Linked DNA regions of Mus musculus: all the other regions are linked to region 2. Evidence: chromatin contacts called from public Hi-C and HiCAR-type data. All regions are on one chromosome and are shown on one strand. Each heading gives the region's core, a stretch centred on a gene start, on an enhancer-like site or on the middle of the called end of the contact. The rest is flanking DNA. Distances are from core to core; before and after follow the strand shown.

Region 1 (4,265 bases), core at 1,740-4,239, 2.5 Mb before region 2:
CTCACAAACAAGTTCACAGAGAATGCAGCTTACAGAGCGGGGTGATGTGAGGTGTTGAGATATGGGCCAGTTCACTCCAACGGCTCCCGGTTACAGAGAACTGAAGGTGAATGTCCCACTATCTTTCTGAGATACCTGTCTGCCAAGAAAGACCTCCAAACCACCTGTGGTGGCACACGCCTGTAATCCCAGTACTTGAGAGGTGGAAGCAAGACTCAGGAGTTCAAGGTCAGCCTGGGATGCCTAAGATCTATCTCAAAATAAAATAAAATAAAATAAGACCTCCAAACTTGCATTCAAGACCAGGACCCTCTTCCAATGAAACATATATCAACCCCAGGCCTTTTCCTCAAGATCAAATTTCTTCAACTTTTATTTTACCAAAGACAAGTTGGTTTTTAAAAACCTAAAATGTAATGTGCTGGCTGAAAGAATGTAATCAGAAAGTAATAGTTCTAATTACACATTCACATGTTTTGATAAAGAAAAGAAGAGAAAAGAAAAGAAGAAAGAAAAGTACATGCAATGAATTTACAAATCAGAATGAATCATACCCCATTTTGTCTGGACTTTTATGTTCTAAATATTAAGTCTTGCATGTAGTTTGTGGTGCTGTGGGTCAGACTCAGGGTCTTGCACATGCTAGCTAAGCATTCTACTGCTAAGCTACACCCATACTTCAGTGTTTTGTGTATCTCAGTTCACAGCAGCTTTCTTTAAGGAGTTGCAGGAGACCATATTGACAAAGCTTTTAAATAAAACAACCCGAGAGCAAAGAAGGCACTTTGAGATATTGAGCAGCGGTGCTCTGTGTACCCAGCTTCAGAGTGATATCCCCAGATGAACCACGGCTTTCCAGTGTTCTTACAGACAGCTGCCAGGTGACTTCTGGTAAAATACAGTCATCTTGGGGCACGGTGACTTTCCGGAGGCTACTGTCAGCTCCCGAAGAGAAGGCGCTCTGCTGCTAGCCTATTTCTCAAACCTCCAGAGCTGGTTTTTATCAAGGGCATCACACGTTTTCATATGGACACTAGGTCGGCCCTCGGCTGTCCGGTAAGCACTAAGACACAGTCTTGTGTGAGGGTGAAAAATCGTTCCGTCTTCTTTAAAATGCCAAATGATGTTCACTGGAACTGGGAGCCCGTCTTTGGGGCAGTTTTGCATCCCTACATAATCCTTTTGTTGGGGGACCTCTGCACATAATTCAGTCACGGAATTGAATCTGATTTCTTTGTTTGAAGTATATTCAAAGAACTGATTGCCTCCTTGACCGTGGCATCCAAACAACGAAAGATTAGCCCCCGTAGGGTTGTTGTCGGGAGCGTTATAATCTAAGCACTCGGAAGAGATGCCCATGCTGCGGATGGCTCCGTGCCAGCCAGGTCTATCCTCGGGGACGTGTAAGTTAGAGAACACATTTTTCAGATACCAGTCGAAGCTCTTACATTTCAGCCGTTCCCTTAGTAACTTCCTTTCAGAAAGATCGCCATAGGCCTCTTTCCGAGCTGGGGGGTTTCGGTTATAGAAATGCTCTTTGTATTCATCCATCCACACTTCGGCCGCCCGCGCGGTATTCTGTAGGAAGTTGGGGCGAGCATAGGGCGCGCGCTTGGGAAACACGTGGCCCACGTGCGAGCATGGGTGGATCTCCAGCTTGCCGCCACACTGCCAAACCCTGAAAGACAACTCAAGGTTTTCGCCTCCCCAGACTTCCATGCCAGTGTCATAGGTGCCCAGGTACTGAAAATACTTCTTGCTGACAGCAAACAGTCCTCCTGCCATGGTGGGGGACCTGATGGGGTCAATTCTTGACGTTCGCCTGTCCCTTTCATGTTTGGGGACAGAATGCCACTGGAAGGTCAAACGCCAGTCAAACCCACCAATCATGGGCTCCCCGGTCTGCATGTAGAATTCGAAAGTGTTCCAGTCAATAGTGTCGATGACAGGACATACGATTGCGGTTTCGTCTCTACTGATCCTCTCCAAAAGTGGTTCCAACCAACCAGTGTTACACTCACAGTGACAATCCAGGAAAGTGAGGACATCCCCGGTGGCAAAAGTGGCCCCAATTAGACGGGCCCGGACCAGCCCCTCTCTCTTATTGGTTCTAATCAAGCGAACTCTCTCCAGGTTGCTGATGTAAGTTTCAAGTTGCGCCTTCAAATAAATTCTATCACTCAAGTCATCCACCAAGATGATCTCCTTTAAAAGCACAGCTGGAGAAGTTTCTAAAACACTGTGAATGGTCCGAAGCAGAGTGGACCAGGCTTCGTTATAGAAGGCGATGATAACGGAGGTGGTGGGGAGCGACCTGTAGTGGAACTTCTTGGCTTTACACTCATACATTCTTTTATCCTCTATGTGGCGGTGCAGGGAGATCCTGTCACTGAGGTAAATGTTGATGGCATATCTCTCAATAAGTTCTTCTTGCTGCTTCAGTTCCCCCTCGTTGAGCTGGAGTTTGCTTGCTCTCCCCCATTCCCCAAGAGCATGGGAATCTGCAGGGGGCTTTATATAAAGAGGCTGAGACAAATCCTCTTCCCTTGTATCAAGGTCCGGGAGCCGCCTTGGCCCCAGCTCCCTGGCACCGCCGGCTCCTGGAGAGGCATACAAAGTGGAGACTGAGAACTCCACCAGAATATAAGCCAGTGTTAAAAGGGCCAGCAGCAGGCAGCTCTTGCCTGCCCAGGTCCACCTCACGGCCATCCGGATCCTCACGGGTCGTGTGTAGACGCGGCCACCGAGCCAGCACGCGGGGAAAGCGCCGCGGATCCTGAAGCTGGAGTTCCCGGCTCAGGTAGGGGCGAACTTCCGAGAAGGTTCCTCCTTTCATGTAGGCGCTCGGCTCCTTTCCGACACCGGAGTTTCCCAGGGGTCACTTGAGACCCCCTCGCTCCCCGGCCTCTGGTGGTGCTCAACTGGTCGGTCCCCACTTCCTCCTGCTCGTCTCAGAACTTTTCACAAACTCTCCAGCCAATACTCCACCCTCCTCGGGCCGATCACAAACCCCTCCCCTTCCCACTCACTCCTCCTGGTGGTTAGTTCACGAAAGTTGTCTGTCAGGCCGGGACCAGTCGAGTCCTTACCCAGCAAAGACCCAGGGACCCAGAGTGGCCGGGTACATCCCATCGCGCCTGGCTCACTCAGGCAGGGATGGAAGAAAGGCTTTCTGCCAAGTGAGCTTTGGTTACTGTCAGAAAAGGAAAGAAGAAAGAAAGGAAAAACAAAAACAAAAACAACTTACCAATTTGTTTGCAGTTGGGGCTGAAGTCAGCGGAGGTGATGGCAGCTTTGTGACCTTTAAAAGAACGTTCCAGAATCGGATCCTCCTAGGATGGAAAGTTGTTAGGTTTGAAAGCAGGTGCAGAATTCCAGCTCTCGACATCAGACGTCAACGTTGCCTGTCCCCCGGGATCGAAGAGGAGGACCCCGCAGCATCAGCGGGCAGCGAGAGAGGCGTGGGCATTACAACCCGGCTGAGAGGCTCGGGCACTGCCCCAGCTTCCATCCGGAGGGGTCCCCACCATCGGGAGGAACCCCCAGCCCAGGCACCAGGGCGAGCCGCCGAGGGACCCGCCCACCGCACCGAGCTGCAGATGCTCGCCGAAGCCTCCCGCGCTCTTTAAACCTCCCTGGTGATTCTGACGCAGGCGCGCCGCGGGAACCCAGCCGGCGAGTCCCGGAGCCAGCTCCGCCTCAGCCCCGAGCGCCGGGATCTCTCCGGGAGCAGCGCTCACCGCTCAACCCGGGCACGGCGTCCCGCTCCGGGGAGGTGAGCGAGCTGCGGAGCTCCGGGTCTCGGGGCTACCTCCCAGGCCTGCCAGACTCGGCGTGGTTCCCCTCCTCCCGGTCCCGCCGCCCAAGGATGATCGGCTCCGGTAGCGGCGGGGACCTTACCAGGCCGGAGGCCATGCGGGGAGCGGACGGCGCCCGGGGCCTTGGGGGACCAGGGAGGGGTGGGGACGAGGGGGGACCGTGCGGCGCCCGGAACCGTCAGACTGGAGTGCGGGCGCTTCCCGGTCACTACAACAACGGCGGCCCAATCAAAGCCCGCGCTCCAGGCGTGGCCAGACGAGCCCCGAGACGCCGCGCGCGCGCGCGCTGCCGACAGCCGAGAGCCTGGCGGGAGCGCGCCGCGGGGGGTCCGCCGCGCGCGCACACAGCGAGCCCCGCGAGCTTCGGAGGTAGCGGACTACCGGGTTGTTGTCGGGAAGCGGGTTGGGACTTGGAGAGAGAGAGAGATGTGATCGGTGGTGGCGAAG
Region 2 (4,086 bases), core at 769-3,268:
TTGACTGCGAAAGAGGGTTCTTTGAAAGACAGAATTTCCTTAAAGGGACTGCTGTGACAAATTGGGTATAAGGTCTGGGAGAAACTGAAACCACCCTTCGACTTCACTCCCTAGCAAATAAAGTGATCCTTTCCTTGGACTCACAGGCTATTTAAATCACTGAAAGGTACTGTCCAAACTATGGCACTGTCACTAAATTAAAAAAAAAAAAAAAGAAAGAAATAAAAAAATTATTACCACTCTATCTTGTGCCAGATCTTCACAGCTGTGACATGGTTTAAATTCCATAATCCATCCCCAAGAGGAGCCCACCCAAAGCAAAAAAAATCAAATTCATCCATCCATTATAAGATGATCCATCCAATAGACTATATCTTAACCTGATACAGTCATCATATTGTAGTTTTTGGAAGGGCTTGTTCTGCCCAAGAGAAGTTCCTCCTTACAGCTGATTCTGCTGTCTACCATTTGCACGTTGGTGCTGTTTTGAGTGCTACCTCCTGCTGGTGAGGCTTCGTACAGCACGCAGATGGAGCCATCCTCTCCAATCCGGTAGGACACTTCGTAGGGGTCAACCCAGAGTGTGAGTTCACTTGGGAGAAGCCTGAACAACTCCTGACTGCTCAGTCCAATCCGCTGGGCTGCCTGTCCAATCAGAGGATCCATCTTATGGTTGATGCGAATACAACGGTAACCTGATCCCTTGCACGGCTTTTCTGGGAACCAGTGATGTTTGTAATGTTCTGTGGAAGAAAAGAACAGAGAAACAATGCTCAGGACGGTAGTCAACGCAGCCGTACCGTAGCGTACTTTCCTCCTCCTGCTGCTAGCTTCTTAGCGAAGCGAAAATGAAAACCACCAACTTTCACAAATGTCCGGGACCGAATTCGCTGTCGTGAGACAGAATAGAGAAAGCAAAGACACTGTGGCAAACACTGTCCGGGTACTGACCGGTTGAGCCGCCAAAACAGGAATCCCGCGCGCAGCCCTGGATGGCCAACTAGCTGGATGGCACAGGCAAGCGGGCGGGAACCTGTTTACTTTCTCCACCCCAACGGGGTCCCATACAATAGACTTTATGGAACTGGTGGGGGGTGGGGGCAAGACAACGCCACTATGGCCAGTTAACCCCAAAGGGAAGAAAACCCAAGAAACCTTAAACCAAGATCTGGGTTGGGTTGTAATTGTACCGGTGACAAATCCGATGATTAATGGGCAAGAGGCACAGGAGGTGCGGAGACCTGGCACGTCCGTCCCGGGCCGGCTCCGAAACACAGAGGCGACAAGCCACCCAGGGGCTCAGCCGCAGACTCTCGCAACGGTCGCGGCGACCCGGCAGAGGAGACCGACGGGACTCCGGGCCCTGGGTCTTTTGTCCCCCGCGACCGGCCGGTAGCCGTCGGGGCGCAGCTCCGCGTCGCCCCGCTTCGGATCCTTTGTTGTGCGTGTCGCGGCGCCCCGCCGCCCAGCTCCCCCCCCCTCCCCCAGCCACGACCGGGACGCGCCCGTTAGTGGCGACCCGCGACGGTCCCCGCGCCCCGCTCACCTGCCAGCAGCTCCTGCAGGCTCTGGCTGAAAGTCTGCAGCTGTCGCTCGCTCGTGAGCCCCTTGGTGCGGAGGAACTTGGAGATGAAGGACACCGCGGCGGCGATCTCGCCTATCATGGTGGCGGCCCGGGTGTAGAAGGGATGCATGGGGGCGGCGGCCGGGGGTGGCCCGGGGCGGCCGGGGCTCGGCCCCGACGGCGAAGCGGCCACCCCGGGCTCTCGCCCAGACCCGACGGCCGAGAGGAAGCGAGGGCGCGAGGCGCGGACGGCTACTGGTTCTAGGGGATTTTTTTTCTTTCCTTTAGAGTAAAAAAGTTATTTTCAAGCCAGGAGGCGGCAGGAGAGACAGAGAGAGACGAGCGATGGCGGCCTGGTCACATCGCTCGGACCTCCCCAGCCGCCTCCGCCTCCAGCTCGGTAGCCTCCGAGGATCCCGAGAGTTGCATTTCCAGCTCCGAGGGGCGAAGAGCTGCCGCCGCCGTGCAGCTCATTTTATAGGGCTGCGGAAAGGAAGTGGCGTACCCGGGGCGTGAGGGCGGACGCCAGCCAATCCGGAGATCGCACCATTGTGACGCAGGCAGATTCGGGGCTGGAGGGGGCGGGAGAAAGGCCGCCAGGGGGCGTGCCCAGAGGCCGGGATGAGAGGGAGGAGCTGACGTAATCTGCTTGTAAACAAATAAACCCCCCGAGTGGCAGCCTGAGACTCCGGAGCGGTGGAGGGCGGAGAAAGAAGCCAAGGAGGCGCGTGTGAAAGCTCCGCCCCCGAGCTAGCTCCGCCCCCGGTTCGGGCCAGCGGGGACCCTCCAGTCCCCGAGCGGGCTCCGGGTTCCTCACTTACTGCGGTGTGGCTGGAACCTCAGGACTGAGGTTCGGTCTCCGCAGCCCCAGTCCTTTGCGTACCCCATGTTTACATCTGAGCCCAGTTCCAGCCGGCTTGGCTGGCAGCCCTGGCGGGAGGAGCGTGCGGTGGCGGAGACTAAGGCTCCGCTAGGGAATGGAAGGAAGGACTCGCTCCCTGGAGCTATCCTGCGGCTTAATCCAAGCCATTGCCCCTAGGGTTTGCAGAACCCCGGGGGGCTGGGGGGGGGGAGAAGATGAGCCTTGAAACTCATAAAAATCTGCATATGTATTTTAGAAAGGCACAACAAATTCGTTTTTCTAGTTCAAGTGATGTCAGAACTTTAGAGTTGTGCTGCTGTTGACACATAAGATAAAACTTTAAGCTTGTCGAGAGTGTTAAGCATAGACACCCATATTTACTGGCAAAGACGGTTGTAAACAGCCTAGAAAAAAAGGAAAGCATGAGCCTGCTAAAACTATTAGACCCAAAATAGGGTTAACCCAACTCTCTTAAAGTAGGAGAAGGGAGAGAAAACAATGAAGTCCAGGCAGGAAGAAGAAAGCAAACAAGAGGCAGAAGTTGAACTCTACCAGATGGAAATAAATATTTAGAGTTTAGTTGGTCATCAGATGCAATACACACCACTTTAAAATATATATATGTGTGTGTGTGTGTGTGTGTGTGTGTGTGTGTGTGTGTGTGTATGGAGCTAGAGGAGAAACAAGAGGATAATTGGTTCTGAAATTAATTTGAAAAGGTGACCTATACATCATTTATCATTAATATACAATACTTAAGTACCCACATATTATCTAAAGATAATGTTAGAAAGCACTTCAGAAAGTATCAAGTTTTTTTTTATAATAAACTGAATCAAAAAATAACATCTTTGTGCATGTGTGTGTGTGCGTGTGCGTGTGCGTGTGCGTGTGCGTGTGTGTGTGTGTGTGTGTGTGAATTGTCAGATAGGACTTTCTGAAAACAGACGCAGGGTTTTGACTGGAGGCTCATCTTACCATCCCGGAAGATAAAGAACCAAAAGTGAGTCCTTGAACCATAGGCTATCAAGAGGTCTGCATCTCTCTCTCCCACCCGCCTCCCCACGCGTTCTGTCCTTTCCAGTCTGGATTAGGAAGAGAATAAAACTGTCTCCTTTGCCTGTGACTGTGAATCCCATCCCAGTGACTCAGAGTATAAACAGACTCCTCTACAAAGCAAAAATAACGAACAAAGCTAACAAAATACTGAAGTTTGAACCGGGACATCTCCCAATTCCTGATTCTCTCCACAAACTTCACTGCCTTCCCAGACATCATCAGGCCCTCATCTGAAAACTTTAAGATTAGCTCAAGGACCGGGCATAATTAACACATACTCCCAGAACTCCAGAGGAGATGCAGACAGATCTCTGTGAGTTCAAGGCCAGCGAAAGATGCATAGTTGAGTCTTTGTCTCAAAACAAAGCAGTCAGTTCAAGAAGTGAAGGGAAGTTTGCCTGTAATTTTATCCAGAGGCAGGGGACCTTGGGCTATACCTCAGTCGGTAGAGTGTTTACCTATAATTCGGGAAGCCTGGGTCAGATTCCCCAGCAGGCACATGCCTGTAATTCCTGTCACCAAGGGAGTAAAGCAAGAGGAAGAATTCAAGGTCATCCTCACCGAATAGCTTTGGCAAGTCTGAGTGTAGGTGAGACCCTGA
Region 3 (4,096 bases), core at 1,072-3,571, 2.6 Mb before region 2:
GGACAGCCCATTAGAAGGAACAGGATGTCTACATGGCCTGAAAATGAGTTCCTTTGTAATAGGAAATGCACTACAATGCCTGGAGCTTCGCTTCTCTTAGGCTCTCAGCCCACAGTCCTTCCTGCGGGGGATCAGGTTACCCAGAGGCTCACAGTAACCAGTACCCTGCAGTATCACTCAGCTAGGTAACAGCTAGTATTCAAACTGCTTTCCAACAACTAACTTGGGTGTCCTAAAATAACTCCTAGATATATTTTTTTAATTATAATGCAATACTAGAATTCTTGTCTGCAAGTGAGTGCTTTTAACTCACTCTCCTCTCACATCCTGTCGTCTAGAGATAAGGAAAACATGGCTGATTGGAACAGCCTCCTTTTAAAAGTATGAATTAAATGGCTCAAATAGTCCCCCGATCTGCTACGTCAACGGGCCCTGTTTTCCCTTTAAGCAAGAAGGTAAACAAGAATTAACACTCTTAAAGACAGTAGAAGACCTGCAGTCCAGCAAAACAGCCTGCAGGAAAACAGATTAAGATCTTCAACTCTATGAATGACTGTAAATTAGTCTCACCTATGAAAGAAATGGCCTCAGGGAAAAACTGGGACAGGTTTTGGCTCCAGTGATCCGAGATAGGAATTTGCTTGTATTTGAACTCGCCCGCATTCTCAAACAGATTGGGCAAATTGGGGGTGACATTCAAGATGTACTTGATGCCAAACTCTTCCAACACGTCCAAGTTGGTCGAGTCCTTGGCACAGCCCAGGTAAAGGAAGGGCAAAATCTCCACCGGGAAGGAAGGCTGGCTGTTGGACAGCGGGCTGCCATCAGAGTCCGTTGCACTATTGGGGTCTCGGTCAAGGTCAGACTCAATGTCCGAGGAAGAGTCCGAGCTGATCCGCAGGCCCCCGAGCCCCAGCACTGGCAAAGGCGGGGAACTGCTGCTGCACGAGCCGTCTAGATTGGTCTCGCAGTGCAGGGCGAACTCGGCCTGGAACTTACTGAAGCCACCTGCCAGAAACAAGAAAAGCAATCTTGTAACCGGAGAAGCTGTAGTAATTTACAGCTAGTGAGAAGCACAAAGAACACTATGGACAGGCACCCTAGGAACCCCCGGCAGTGGTAGAAGCACGCTTCAATGCGCACCTTTAGGAACACTACCCGCTGCTTACCCTGGGAACACTTATTCTCCTGAATCTGGAAATGCACAAGATTACTTTTCTTAATATTTCGAGGAGCTGCGAGGTGCCAAGCTGCACCCTGAACTACGTTTCCAGCTCTTGTGAACCTTAATCCTACACCTACCCAAAGAAAGGTGCCTGATTAACCCTTGAAGGAGAAGCTACCACGGTGGCCCAGCTAGCTCCCCTAAGCGCAATGCAAGCGGCGATCGCTACCTCGCTAACATTTTCCCCAGCCTGCAGTCCCAGCCCGGAGCCCTGCACCCGGGGCGCACAACATACCTTCCAGGTAGAACGCCCGGCAGCCCTCGTCTTTGAGTTTCTTGAGCAGCAGCCCGAGGACCGACTCTCCACCAGTGTTCTCATTCCAGTCGCTGCTATTCTCGTCGTACAGCACCACGGTGTCGGTGCCGCAGCGCCTGGTAAAGCGGTCCCGGTCCTCGCAGCGCGTGAAGAGCGCACGCACGGGCAGGTTGCCCTTCTGCAGACGCCGCAGCATGATGCCGGGGATGGCCACATTAATGGCAGATTCGATGTGTGACGACTCGTACAGCTCCTGTGGTCGGCAGTCCATCAGCAGAAGCCGTTCGTTGCCCAGCTCCAGCTGCTCGTTGAGCCACGACACCGTCTTGCAGATCGCCATTTCCGACGCGAAGGGCACGGGTCTGAGCGTATCTATCATGGGGGTCGAGCTGCAGGAGAAGGCGGGGTGCCTAGCAGACGCCCCTCGAGGCAGGCATAGGCCGAGCACGCTGCGCGAAGCTCCCGCTCTCGGAGCGGGGTTTGATTCCGCCTCGCCTTTCCCAAGCCGAGGCTAGCGGTTAGGGAAAGCGACACAGAAGTCAAGTCGGTGGTCCCTCTGCACCAGATCACTCTCCGAGTCAATGAATCTCTCTCTCTGAATGAAGGTGCCCAGTTTTGTTCCTACCCAGTGAATGAAATCCAATTAATTCGGACTCCGTGCCACTGAGAGGAGAAAAAGGGAAAAGAAAAAAAGTCTAGCGGCTCTTAATCCTTCCCTCTGAGGCTGCACCTCGGATCCAACCCGGTGTTTCTCGCCGGATTATTCAAGACTGGGTTTGCTCACAGTCCCTAGGACTCCGCGAGAGCACACCCCCTGTGCGAGGCAGCTCCTCAATGGATACAAACAGCCAGCGTCTCAATGGATACATTCTCTCGGTCAGCCAATGAGCGCGCTGCGGAAGGGGCTGTTGCCGTGGGGACGGGCCGGCTGGAACAGGTTGTGTTGATGAATTGTTAATGAGTTTGTCATTCACAAAAACGGAAAGGAATTTCCGCTCCGGATAAGCCCCAGTGCAAACAAGCTGCAACTGCGGGCTCGGCGGGAGGAAGGAGAAAGAAGAGGAGGCGGCGGTGGAGGAGGAGCAGGGCACATAAACCAGGGCACTAAAGTTGTCTCGTGTTTCCTTCTGTTTAGAGTTCACACTTCGCGTCTAACTCTTGCGCACCAGTAGTGCAATTAGCAAGCACAAAAGCCCTTATTCGCGACGCTTACAATCTTAAGTTAGCCTTAATAAAACTTGAGGGGTTTTCCCCCTTTTTAATTCTCTTTAACGCTAGATCCAAGCCCGCCATAGCGCCGCCCCTGCTCCCCCACCCCCAACCCGGTCCTCCTTTAGATCGTGTGTGGCATTTGTTTGGCTCTTTTAAAAGTCTAGTTCTGTTTGTTCTAATGTCCTTTTAGGCGAGGCTGTGTTGGGACTGGTGGACTGCCTGGGCTTTAGCGACCCAACGAAGTGTTAAATGCTAATCCAACATCTCTAGAAACAAACTAGTGTTTTGTTGAAACATTTTAAAGCAACTAAGCAAACAAGCGTTTGGTTGTCCAGAAAACCAGAAGCGCCCCAACCCCGGGCTTTCTCAACTTTCTTGGCGGCAGCGGAGGGGGGGGGGCGGGTGGTGTAAGCACCCAAAACCTTGTCAGCTATCCCTGCACTTTTCTTCTGCTCCGGTGAAGTGGGGGCATTCTGAGCCATTGTTCCGGAGATCTTGCTCCCCACCACCATCACCGGTCACCCATCGAGCCTGGGGAGTCGAGCTCCTTTAACGATCTGGAGCCAAGAGCAGAGTTTGGTTTCTAAGAGGAACCGGTCTGGCAAGGCAGCCTAGGTTAGGTGCCTGGGACGACAGGCCTCACCAACGTTTCCTGCACCCCGGAGACCTGCAAGCCTGCGGGAACTCAAGCGTAAACAGTGGCGGTTGTGGACAGAGGCCGGTCCCCTATCCTTTCTAGGCTGCAGCGGTCCCCGGGCCCCGCAAGGAGCACGCTAGCAGCTCCAAACGCGCTTGCGCGCTGCGCTTTGGCCGCAGCATTGCTGCTCTGGGGGATGGGGGGGGGGGGGCAGGACACGCGACGACCCCGTGATCGCTTGTAAGGCCGTCGCGGAACCGTCGCCTAGTGAGAGACCTGGAGCGGAAAAGGAGCCAGAGGTGTCCCTGTCTGGACCCCATGGTTCCAGAGTTAGGGTTGGGAAGTCTCATGGGCACCACCCGCAGGCAACTCAGGACGGAGGCGGCACCGGAGCCGGATGGAGGCGTGGCCGGCGGGGGCCGCGACGGCGACAAGAGCGCATCCCCGGCGCGCTCGGTTCTATTGTTATATAAAAGTGCAGAGGCCGCCCCTCCCGGACGGAAAACCACCTGTGTGCGGCGACGGCGGGCCCTGCGGAAGGCGCGCGTCCCGATCCGGTCAGCCCCTCGGGTCCCAGGGAAAGGAGCTGGGCTTTGTCCGGCCGCGACCGGGAGGCGGAAGCGCCGGCTGCGGCCCTTCCCGAATCCGGGGCGCGGAGGGCGTCTAAGGTCACGGGATCTCCCCAGCCCAGCGCCTCGCAGCCGGGTCCTACCTACTGTCGCCCGCAAAGCAATTTGCATTTTTAATCACCCGCCTCTTCCGGGGT

The links. Hi-C and Micro-C count contacts between places; a contact is called where the count stands out from the background. HiCAR-type assays count read pairs that join an accessible place to other places.
Region 1: a contact with region 2 is called in a HiCAR-type map of astrocytes, with 5 times the contacts expected there. The contact joins the promoter of Galnt4 here to the promoter of Btg1 in region 2. A contact is called at or near these places in 4 of 39 promoter capture datasets (the C10 cell line, embryonic stem cells, liver and 1 more), 2 of 484 Hi-C or Micro-C datasets (B cells and uterus) and 2 of 115 datasets of contacts at active chromatin or transcription factors (astrocytes and large pre-B cells).
Region 3: a Hi-C map of pro-B cells shows a contact between it and region 2, with 5 times the contacts expected there. The contact joins the promoter of Dusp6 here to the promoter of Btg1 in region 2. A contact is called at or near these places in 2 of 39 promoter capture datasets (embryonic stem cells and liver), 2 of 484 Hi-C or Micro-C datasets (embryonic stem cells and pro-B cells), 6 of 115 datasets of contacts at active chromatin or transcription factors (astrocytes, embryonic stem cells, extraembryonic endoderm stem cells and 3 more) and 2 of 9 other capture datasets (adipose tissue and liver).

What each region holds. Positions count from the first base shown.
Region 1 is chr10:99,106,859-99,111,123 of GRCm38.p6, reverse strand. It overlaps Galnt4 (polypeptide N-acetylgalactosaminyltransferase 4), which reads right to left and starts at 2,989. Exons shown (of 1, transcript NM_015737.4): 1 at 1-2,989. The coding sequence starts at 2,709. The coding sequence ends at 973. It overlaps Poc1b (POC1 centriolar protein B), which reads right to left and starts at 4,042. Exons shown (of 12, transcript NM_027740.7): 1 at 3,901-4,042; 2 at 3,248-3,332. The coding sequence starts at 3,915.
Region 2 is chr10:96,614,933-96,619,018 of GRCm38.p6, reverse strand. Btg1 (BTG anti-proliferation factor 1) reads right to left here and starts at 2,018. Exons shown (of 2, transcript NM_007569.2): 1 at 1,547-2,018; 2 at 1-743. The coding sequence starts at 1,694. The coding sequence ends at 376.
Region 3 is chr10:99,261,456-99,265,551 of GRCm38.p6, reverse strand. It overlaps Dusp6 (dual specificity phosphatase 6), which reads right to left and starts at 2,321. Exons shown (of 3, transcript NM_026268.3): 1 at 1,461-2,321; 2 at 571-1,008. The coding sequence starts at 1,860.